Linked DNA regions of Anser cygnoides: all the other regions are linked to region 2. A link is a contact called in public Hi-C data. All regions are on one chromosome and are shown on one strand. The core of a region is the stretch at or near the end of the contact, and the rest is flanking DNA. Distances in the headings are between cores, read along the strand shown. Region 1 holds the start of LOC106045405 (rho GTPase-activating protein 39-like). Region 2 holds the start of NDRG3 (NDRG family member 3). Region 3 holds the start of PHF20 (PHD finger protein 20).

The links. A called contact is a pair of places that touch in the nucleus more often than the background predicts.
Region 1: a Hi-C map of liver shows a contact between it and region 2, with 2.3 times the contacts expected there. The contact joins the promoter of LOC106045405 here to the promoter of NDRG3 in region 2. A contact is called at or near these places in 4 of 7 Hi-C or Micro-C datasets (granulosa cells and liver).
Region 3: a contact with region 2 is called in a Hi-C map of liver, with 1.6 times the contacts expected there. The contact joins the promoter of PHF20 here to the promoter of NDRG3 in region 2. A contact is called at or near these places in 2 of 7 Hi-C or Micro-C datasets (granulosa cells and liver).

What each region holds. Positions count from the first base shown.
Region 1 is chr16:15,182,699-15,185,398 of Taihu_goose_T2T_genome, forward strand. It overlaps LOC106045405 (rho GTPase-activating protein 39-like), which reads left to right and starts at 1,428. Exons shown (of 10, transcript XM_066978526.1): 1 at 1,428-1,620. The coding sequence starts at 1,610.
Region 2 is chr16:15,392,087-15,394,786 of Taihu_goose_T2T_genome, forward strand. NDRG3 (NDRG family member 3) reads right to left here and starts at 1,345. Exons shown (of 16, transcript XM_048048906.2): 1 at 1,217-1,345.
Region 3 is chr16:15,242,840-15,245,539 of Taihu_goose_T2T_genome, forward strand. PHF20 (PHD finger protein 20) reads left to right here and starts at 1,412. Exons shown (of 21, transcript XM_066978525.1): 1 at 1,412-1,548. It overlaps LOC136786515 (a long non-coding RNA gene), which reads right to left and starts at 1,283. Exons shown (of 3, transcript XR_010825384.1): 1 at 905-1,283.

The DNA.
Region 1 (2,700 bases), core at 178-2,677, 210 kb before region 2:
GGCCCCGCTCTCCCATCCCCGACATGTGTCCAGCCCATGAGCACGGCGGCCATGATCTCACTGTCTCTCTATTTGTTATTTACAAGTACAGGGGGACTTCGCATGAGTGTCTGTGGATAAAGTTACTCCAAAGTTATTCAGCAGTGCCAAAACGGCGTCTGTGAGAGAGCACTACGAGGGCTGGATCCCTCTGTGCAGAGCCCCCGCCGGCTGACTTGCCTGGGGTATGCCGTGATTAACAAGCTGCATGGACACATTTCTGGCTGTATCAGAAATTTGCCATGCAGTGTGACAGAGCCCAAAACTCACTTTGCTAGTGACAAAATCCACCCGGTATCTGCCAAGTCTCACACCCCCAGTGAGAGGGGCCTGAAGTTCCCTCAGGAACCCCCTGAGGGGGGTTTCTCCTCGTTTGTAAGCACAGGACCCCGTCCAAAATGCGTGTCACTGTGCCAGGTGACGTTGTCCGAATGGGTGGCTGACAGAAGGCTGAGCTGATGGAGCAGGGCTGGCCTTCAGTGCACGGCTCATTTCTTCGGAGCACTCACGTCGAAGGCTTTCGGGGGTGTTTGGAGCAGGGCTCTGCCTCTCCCCGGTGCGGGGACATGCCTGGTGTTTCTGCACAGCCTCATCCAGACTGCACTGTGCTCAGGACACTGATAAACACAGAAAGTCCTCATCTTAACAGATGTAACCGTTTGAGCTGCTTTATCCTTATTTCAGACCCCTTTTGTTGTTCCCACTAATGTGTTTGTTTGAAGAAGCACTTTGAAAAATGCAAGAGTTAAATCCTTGCATGCATCCTGGCATCACAAAGGCCACAGAGGCCTGCATGCAGCACGGCTGCACTCCCGACCTCTCAATCTTCACGCCGCCTCTGCTGGACGGTGCCCAGGGGAGCAAAATTTCCCTCTGGGGGCAAGGCATGCCTCAGCCCTGTGAGCTTTAGCCATTTCCCGCAGAGGATTTCTGTCCCCTCGTGGAAAAGGCGACTTGGCTAACTGTGGAGCTTCCTTTTGAAGGACAAGCTGGGGGGGGGGGGCGGCGGGTCCCGTAGCTCATTTCGGGAGACGCGGCACCATCCGGCTCCCCGGCGCTAACTGCTGCTGGCGCTTGGGGGCCGGAGTCCTGGCGCCAGAGCCCCGCCGCCTCCACCACCGCGCACCTCCCAGGGGCTCCGCCGGAGCGGGTCCTGGCTCCCCTCCGCAGCCCCCGCCAAGCCTCGGGATGCCCCCGTCCCACCCCCAAGCCCCCCAAATGCCCGGCCCGGCTGCCCAGAGGAAGCCCTGGGGCCGGGCCGGGCCGGGCCGGGCCGCGGAGCGCCCTCAGCCGCCGCCAGGGGCTGCCCTCGGCCCGCGGGCCCCAGCGCGGCCGCCGGCCCCGCGCTGCACCGCCCGCCCCGCCGCACCCCGCCCCGCTCCGCCGGCCCGGCTCGGCCCGGCCCGGCCCGGCTCGGTCGGGCAGCCCCCAGCAGAGGGACCCGGGGAGCGGCCGGGGGTCCCGGCGGCGCTGTCGGCCGGGCCGTCCCCGGGCGGGGCGGGGCGCGGGCTCGGGTTTCACGCCCTGCCCCGTGCGGGCAGAGGCGGGCGGTGGCGCGGCCGAGCGGGCCATGGCGGAGAGGTGAGTGCGGCGGCGGCGGCTCCACCTGTTGAGGGACGGGGCCGCGCGGGACCCCGGCCCGGCCGGGAGCCGAGCCGAGCCGAGTCGCGGGCCCCGGCCGGCAGGCGAGGCACGGGGCGGGTGCGGGCGGCCGGTCCCGGGAGCAGCGGGCGAGGCCGGGCGGCGCCGGGCACCGGGATCCCGCCGGCCCCGGGTGCCGTCGCCCGCCTGGCTCCGCGGGGACGGGCGGGCCCCGGGATCACGGCTCGGGCCCGGCCGGCGGCTGCGGGCGCGTTCCGCGGCTCTTCAGAACTGCCCGCGGCTCCGAGACGGTGCCCGAGCGCGGCAGCGACTTGCGCTTGGCTCGCCGGAGAGGCGTCGCCGGAAAGCTCCTGGCCGGGGGGATCACCTGGAGGCCGGGCGGCCAGGCCGTGCCCCGGGCCGCCTCCTGCTTCCGAGCAGCGCGGGCGGGTCGCGGCCCCGGCCGTCGTCCCCGCTCGGTGCCAGCCCCTGCTCCGCGGGGAGGAAGGTGCGGAGCTGGCCAGAAGCGCTGCCCTCCCAGCAGCTGATGCCGGTTGCTTTTGCGCTGCTTAGCCAAAATTTTCGTCTTCCTAGATGAAAAGCTCGGACTGATCTCACATTCCTGTGAGCTCGGCTCTCCTCAGGGGCACCAGCGTTCGGCTGGCTCCTCGCATTCCCTTTGTCTGGGGGAGGGAAGGGAGAGCTGTGCTGGCGTTTCGCCCGGTGGCCTGGTGACGGTGTGAGGTGTTTGGAAGAATTTGTGTTTCTCTGGAGTTTGAAGTTGTTCCTGCCTCTTTCGTGTCCCCTCCAGTGGAATGCAGCTCGAGTTAGTCCGCAAGAAAGAGCATCTCGGGCAGGAAGTGCGCGTCCCTGTGAGAGGGGAAGCAGGACAGCAGAATTTATCCAGAGCAAAGTGATAAGCGCAGCGCCAAGCCCTGTGTTCGCCAGCAGCGACACCTCGTCGCTGCCGCTTCCGTCTGTGCGCTGGTGACAGCGAAGGGCATCACGGTTGCAGGTTGCTCGCTTTGGGGCATAAACCTGACAAAGCTGCACAGATTCGGGAGCATCCTTGTACTAGCC
Region 2 (2,700 bases), core at 95-2,594:
CTCCCTAGCACTCAACAGACCTTTCCTATTCCCTGGAGCAAACACGTGCTTGACCAAGTTGTCCCATTTCTGCTACCAACTGGGACCGTGACCTGCATGCTGCAACCGCCCCGTGCCACGGCTGGATCCCACATTGGTTCCAGGCTCCCCAAACCTGCAAACCTGAGAGGAACGAATCAAGAACTGGATCAGACACCGGGCTCTGACTCGGCAATGTCCCCAGGTGCTGCCGCGGGGTCAGACGGCAAACCCCGCTCCTCTGGGTCGCCCATGACACTGTTTCTTCTGTAACCCAGGCATCTTCTGCATGGGACTTACAGCAAGGATTTTCATGCTAATGGAAGCACCTGACTTCACTACAACGCTTTGAAGTACTCCCCATGACTTACATTACACATCAAATAAACGGACATTGACCTAAAGCGATGACGCAAGTCAGCATAAGATATTTTTTATACAGCCTATTCCTTTCCTATTCATACAACAACAAGACCCTATCGAATTAAAGAAAAAAATATATGTTTTTGTTGTCCAAAAGAAATCAAGACCTGCGAATTTTAAGATACGAGTACTCTCAAAGGAAAGCTATCGACCACAGTAAGCGGCAGCCCGGAGCACCCCAGCGCTTTATTCAAACGACCGGCGTCATCTCCACGAGAAGCCGGGGCGAGTTTTGAAGGCGTTTTTTTTTTTTTTTTTTTTTTTTTTCCCCAGCGAAGCCCGGAGTGCCGAGGGATCGTTTCCCGAGCCAGCTCCGTGCCGGCGCGGTGCCGTCCCCGGCGCAGGGAAGCAGCGCGCAGCCCTCCCTCCTCCGGCGGCGGCCCGGCGGCCCCCGGGGGCTGCGGTCAGCTCGGCGGGAGCCGCCCGGGAAGGGCCCCGCCGCGGTAACCGGCAGCCGGCTCCGCCCCGGGACGGGCAGCGGCCGCAGCGGCGCCGCGGTGCACGGCTCGGCTCCGCTCGGCTCGGCAGCGCTGCCGGTGCCCGCGGGCACAGCCGCCGCCGCCGCTCGCCCTCCGCCCGCCCGCTGCCCGCCGCCGCTCCCCGCGGAGCCGCCGCTCGGCACCTACTGCCCGGCGGCCACCGATCGCCTCAGTGCCGCGGAGCCCGGCAGCGGCAGAAGCCGCCCGGAGCGCGGGCCGGCGGGGCCGCCGGCTCAGGGCTCAGCGCCGCCCCGGCGCGGGCTCAACCCCGGCCCGCGGGCGGCCGCGGCGCTCACCTGGACGGCGGCACCTCAGCAGCTCCGGCCGCCGCGGCATGGGGGGGCCGCTCTGCGCCTGCGCGCCGCGCCGCGGGCCCGCACACGCGCACGGCTCGTGGCGGGGCTCGGGACTACAAAGAAGATGGCGGCAGCGCCGTCTCGCGAGCCGTCCGCCGGGCACCGCCTTCCGCCCCCGGCTGAGGGGGATGCCGGCAGGAGCAGGCGCTGGGAGCGCTGCGGTACGCGCTCCCAGGAGGAATGCGTCCGGCTCTCCCCTAGTACGAGCTCTCTGTGCCGTTTCGCGTTCGCTCTCATCTTTTACAGAAGTTGGAAGGCGTGCAGCCCCCGGCCCGCCGCGGTGACGGGGCCGTGGGGTGGCGGCGAGCGGAGGGGGGTGATGGCTCGGAGGGAGCCTGGCAGCCTGCGTTTTCACAGGCACCGACAAAAGGCGCCGTTTGGCTCCTCAGGCTGGATGCTTGATGGGGAGGTAGTATGGCAAGCACCCAAGGAATGGCTGACTTGAACATCAAACCCTTTTTACTGTTGGCTGCATTGGAGGAGTGCACCTAGGTAAAACGATCGTCGTGGCCCTTCATCCATGACTGTTTCAGTGAGATGGGAAACGTTTTGCTGCATGGTGTTTGTAACAAAGGGACGTGAACGCTTCTGTAGATGTCGAGCCGTGCTCATCAGCCCTTCTCTTTGTGCAGCACTTTCTCAGCACCCTCTGGTCTATGAGTCCAGGCTCAGTTTTTCCTTGTGGCCTCTTCATCTCTATTCCTTTCACTCTTACACAATAATATTTTGAAAACTTAGAACACAAGAAAACTTCATTTACCAGCTCAGTCTGCTGCCAAGTCACCACTGAAGAACTCATCATGTGAAATCCCAGCTAGACACTCACCTGGGCACAGCAGTCACAAACAAGCTGCAATCTCTTGCTTGGTACAAGGTACATCGTACCATTCCAGTGGTACAATTCGTACCGCTCCAGTGGAGCGCAGTGCCACCTTCCCAGTGTAAACCAATGCACATGCAACATGCAGATGTGAATGTTTGAGGCAGCCCACTCTGAGGTCGCAGTTATTCAACCACATACCTACTGACAAATCCTGGTGCCATATTCCTTTCACAGATGCCATGAATGTAACTAAACTGGCAGCAAGTTTTGCACAAAACTTGGTGTTTGCAACTGTAAAGAGTGCTTTCACTATTGCTGCTTTCCTGGCTCTTTGGGAATGTCTTAAAGTAGAAATACTTGGATCCCAGAATAGCAAAGCATCCCCAGCTCCTCTCACCTTAACCTTGGTATGGACCTGCACCAAACATCTGAAAACTAGGTACTGCCCGAACTTAATCCATGTTCTGGTTTCTGGTGCCACCCAGTGGTCCTACATCCTGCTTCTAACTCCGTTCTTAATTACGTGGAGGCTGTTACCGAGTAGCCCTTGGGGGAGGGGAGGCGGAGAGGAGGGACCGTATGCAGGTAAATAATTCCTGCG
Region 3 (2,700 bases), core at 162-2,661, 150 kb before region 2:
TTCTGTTCTGAGTGTCTTTAATAGGTCCGGGCGGAGGCGGGCTGCGCTGGCTCCCTGCCTTCCCTCCTCCCAGGCTGGCACTACCTGCAGCACGTGCCCTGCAGGCACCTTGGCCACAACAGCTCCCCTTTCGTCCCTCAAACCTGGCAGGTGACAATCATTCACTTGTCTGTGGCCTCTGGCCAGAAAATGGTGGATTATCTCAAGCTAACCACCTGAACCAGGAAAGTTTATCACCCCCAGTGACAAATGCTGCAATATTTGAAGTTAAGAACTTCAACCTGCAAAGATTTTGGCTGTTCTGTACCAGCTTGGTTTTTGGCTTTAAGTTATCATAAAACTCAGAAGAAGTGTTTTGATTTTCCTCTGCACTGCGCCATGCCTTCAGAAGGGCACGCAGCTCGGTCCGCACGGATGGGAAGCCAGCTGGATGAGGGGCGCAGCAATTCCCCCCGGCCGGCGGCGGCGAGGCCTGGCCCGTGAGGGCCACATCTTGCTCCCCATCCCCTTCCACCAGCTCAGAGTACTGGGTATCCAGATAACAACTAGTCTTGCTGGTAAAGACTGAAGCAAAGAAGGCATTAAGCACCTCAGCCTTTTCCTCATCTCTTGTCACTAAGTTTCCCCCCACATCCAGTAAAGGATGGAGATTCTCCTTAGTCCTCCTTTTTGTGTCAATGTATTTATAAAAACATTTTCTCTTATCTTCAGGGACATGACTCACTAAGCACCATGTCCAACCTTTCCTTAAAAACCCCTGGAGGGACGGTGATGCCACCACCTCCCTGGGCAACCCGTCCCAATGCCTGACTGCTCTTTCTGAGAAGAAATGTCTCCTCATTTCCAACCTGAACCTCCCGTGGTGCAACTTGAGGCCATTCCCTCTGGTCCTATCACTAGTTACCTGTGAGAAGAGGCCGACCCCCAGCTCCTCACACCGTGGTTCGGGGTCACCGGGCGGGCCAGCAGCACGGGGCCGGGCCCCGGTTAGAGCGCTGGGAGGCGCGAGGACGAGCCCGGAGCAGGGAGAGCTGCCTGGGCTCCTACCCGGGGACCACAGAGGAGACGGACACGGCCCCTTTGGGCAGCGGGCACGAGGGTTTTTTTTTTTGGTTTATTTCACCCTTTTACGGAGCTCTTGCCGCGCCCCACACCGGGGGGAGCGCCCGTCGGGAGGCCGCTCGCCGGCAGGGCCGGGGCAGGGCCGGGGCAGGGCCGGGGCCGTCCCGCAGCGCCCCGCGCAGCCCCGCACGGCGCTGCCGGCGCCCTCTCGCCCCTCGCCCGCAGCGCCCCGGCCGCGAGGCGCCGGCGCCGATCCGGAGGGGCCGGGACCCGGGACCCGGTGCCGCGCGGGGAGCGCGCTGCGCGCCTCCGCAGCGACCGGGAGGAGCCCGGTCCAGGCCCGCCCCCTCCGGCGGCGGGTGGCGGCGCCGCAGCGAGGCGGCCATTTTGTGGCGCTGCGCGGTCGGTGGCGCTGGGCTCGGCGCGCAGCGGGGCCCGGGGGCGGTTTCGCTCCGCTCTCACCCTTTGTCCCGTGCAGAGCCCTCGGTAAGAGCGCGGCGGCGCCCGGGCGGGCCGGGCCCGCGCCTCCCGCCCGCCCCGCGCTGCGGGCCCGCGGCGTGGCGAGGCGAGGCGAGGGGAGGGAGGCCGGGCGCGGCGCGGCTGGCACGCGGCCCCGCGCACAAAGGGCCGGGCCGGGCCGGGCCGGGGGCGCCGAGCGGGCGCCGCTTCCGCCTCGCCGGGGCCGGGGGGCCTGGGCCGCGCCCCCGCCCCCCCGCTCCCTCTCGCCTCGCCTCCGCCCGCGCCCGGCGGCCCGCGGAGCCGCGCGGCCCGGCGCGGGCAGGTGAGTAGGAGCGCGCCGAGCGCCGGCGCCGCGGGGCCCGGCCGGCGGGGGCGGCCGAGTGACCTTGCGGCGGCGCCGGGGCCGGGGCCGGGGCCGGGCGGGCGGCGCCGCGGTGGCCGCAGGGCGCGGGGCCCGGGAGAGGCGGCGAACGGGCCCCGCGGCGCGGGCGGGGGAGCGGCGGGGCCGGGTCCCGGCGGGGGCTGCGGCGGGAGGTGCGCGGCCGGGGAGGGGCCGGCGGCGGAGCCCGGCCCCGGCGGCGTCAGGAAGCGGCGCGGGGCCGCTCCCGGCCGGCCCCGGTGGGGCTGTGCGGGGGGCGTCCGCGGCTGCTCCGCGCCCGGCCCCGGGGACGAAGCGGGGCGAAGCCTCGTGTGGGGCCGGCGCCCGCGGGCGCTACCGGCGGCTTCGGAGCGCGTCTCCGCTCTGCTGCTGCCCGTCTCCCTCAAGGGTCTTGGGGGAAGCGAGATGAAGATCGCTCCCTGCGCGAAGCCGAAAGCCGCTTCGCGTCCTGTGCGTTCGATACATAGAATCGGGAGGCGCCGTATTTTTTCCCGACAGACCTAGGTTCCAGGTGGCTTCCTTACGGGTTGTCGTAGCGATTGGCTTGGGGGACACATGCAAACCGTAGCTATAGCAGCACTGGGTTGATCAAGGAGGTTCTCAGTACAGTTTTGGGGAACGGCTCCATCTCTACTGCTTGTTAAATATCCTGCTAGTATCGCAAACGGTTCTGTGAACCCATGCTTTGCTTCTAGCATAAACACTTGAATATAGACAAGGAGGGATATTTGAGCGTACAGGAGTCCAAACTGGTTGAAATGAACTTATTCTTGCAGTGTACAGAATTTGGTATTGTATAG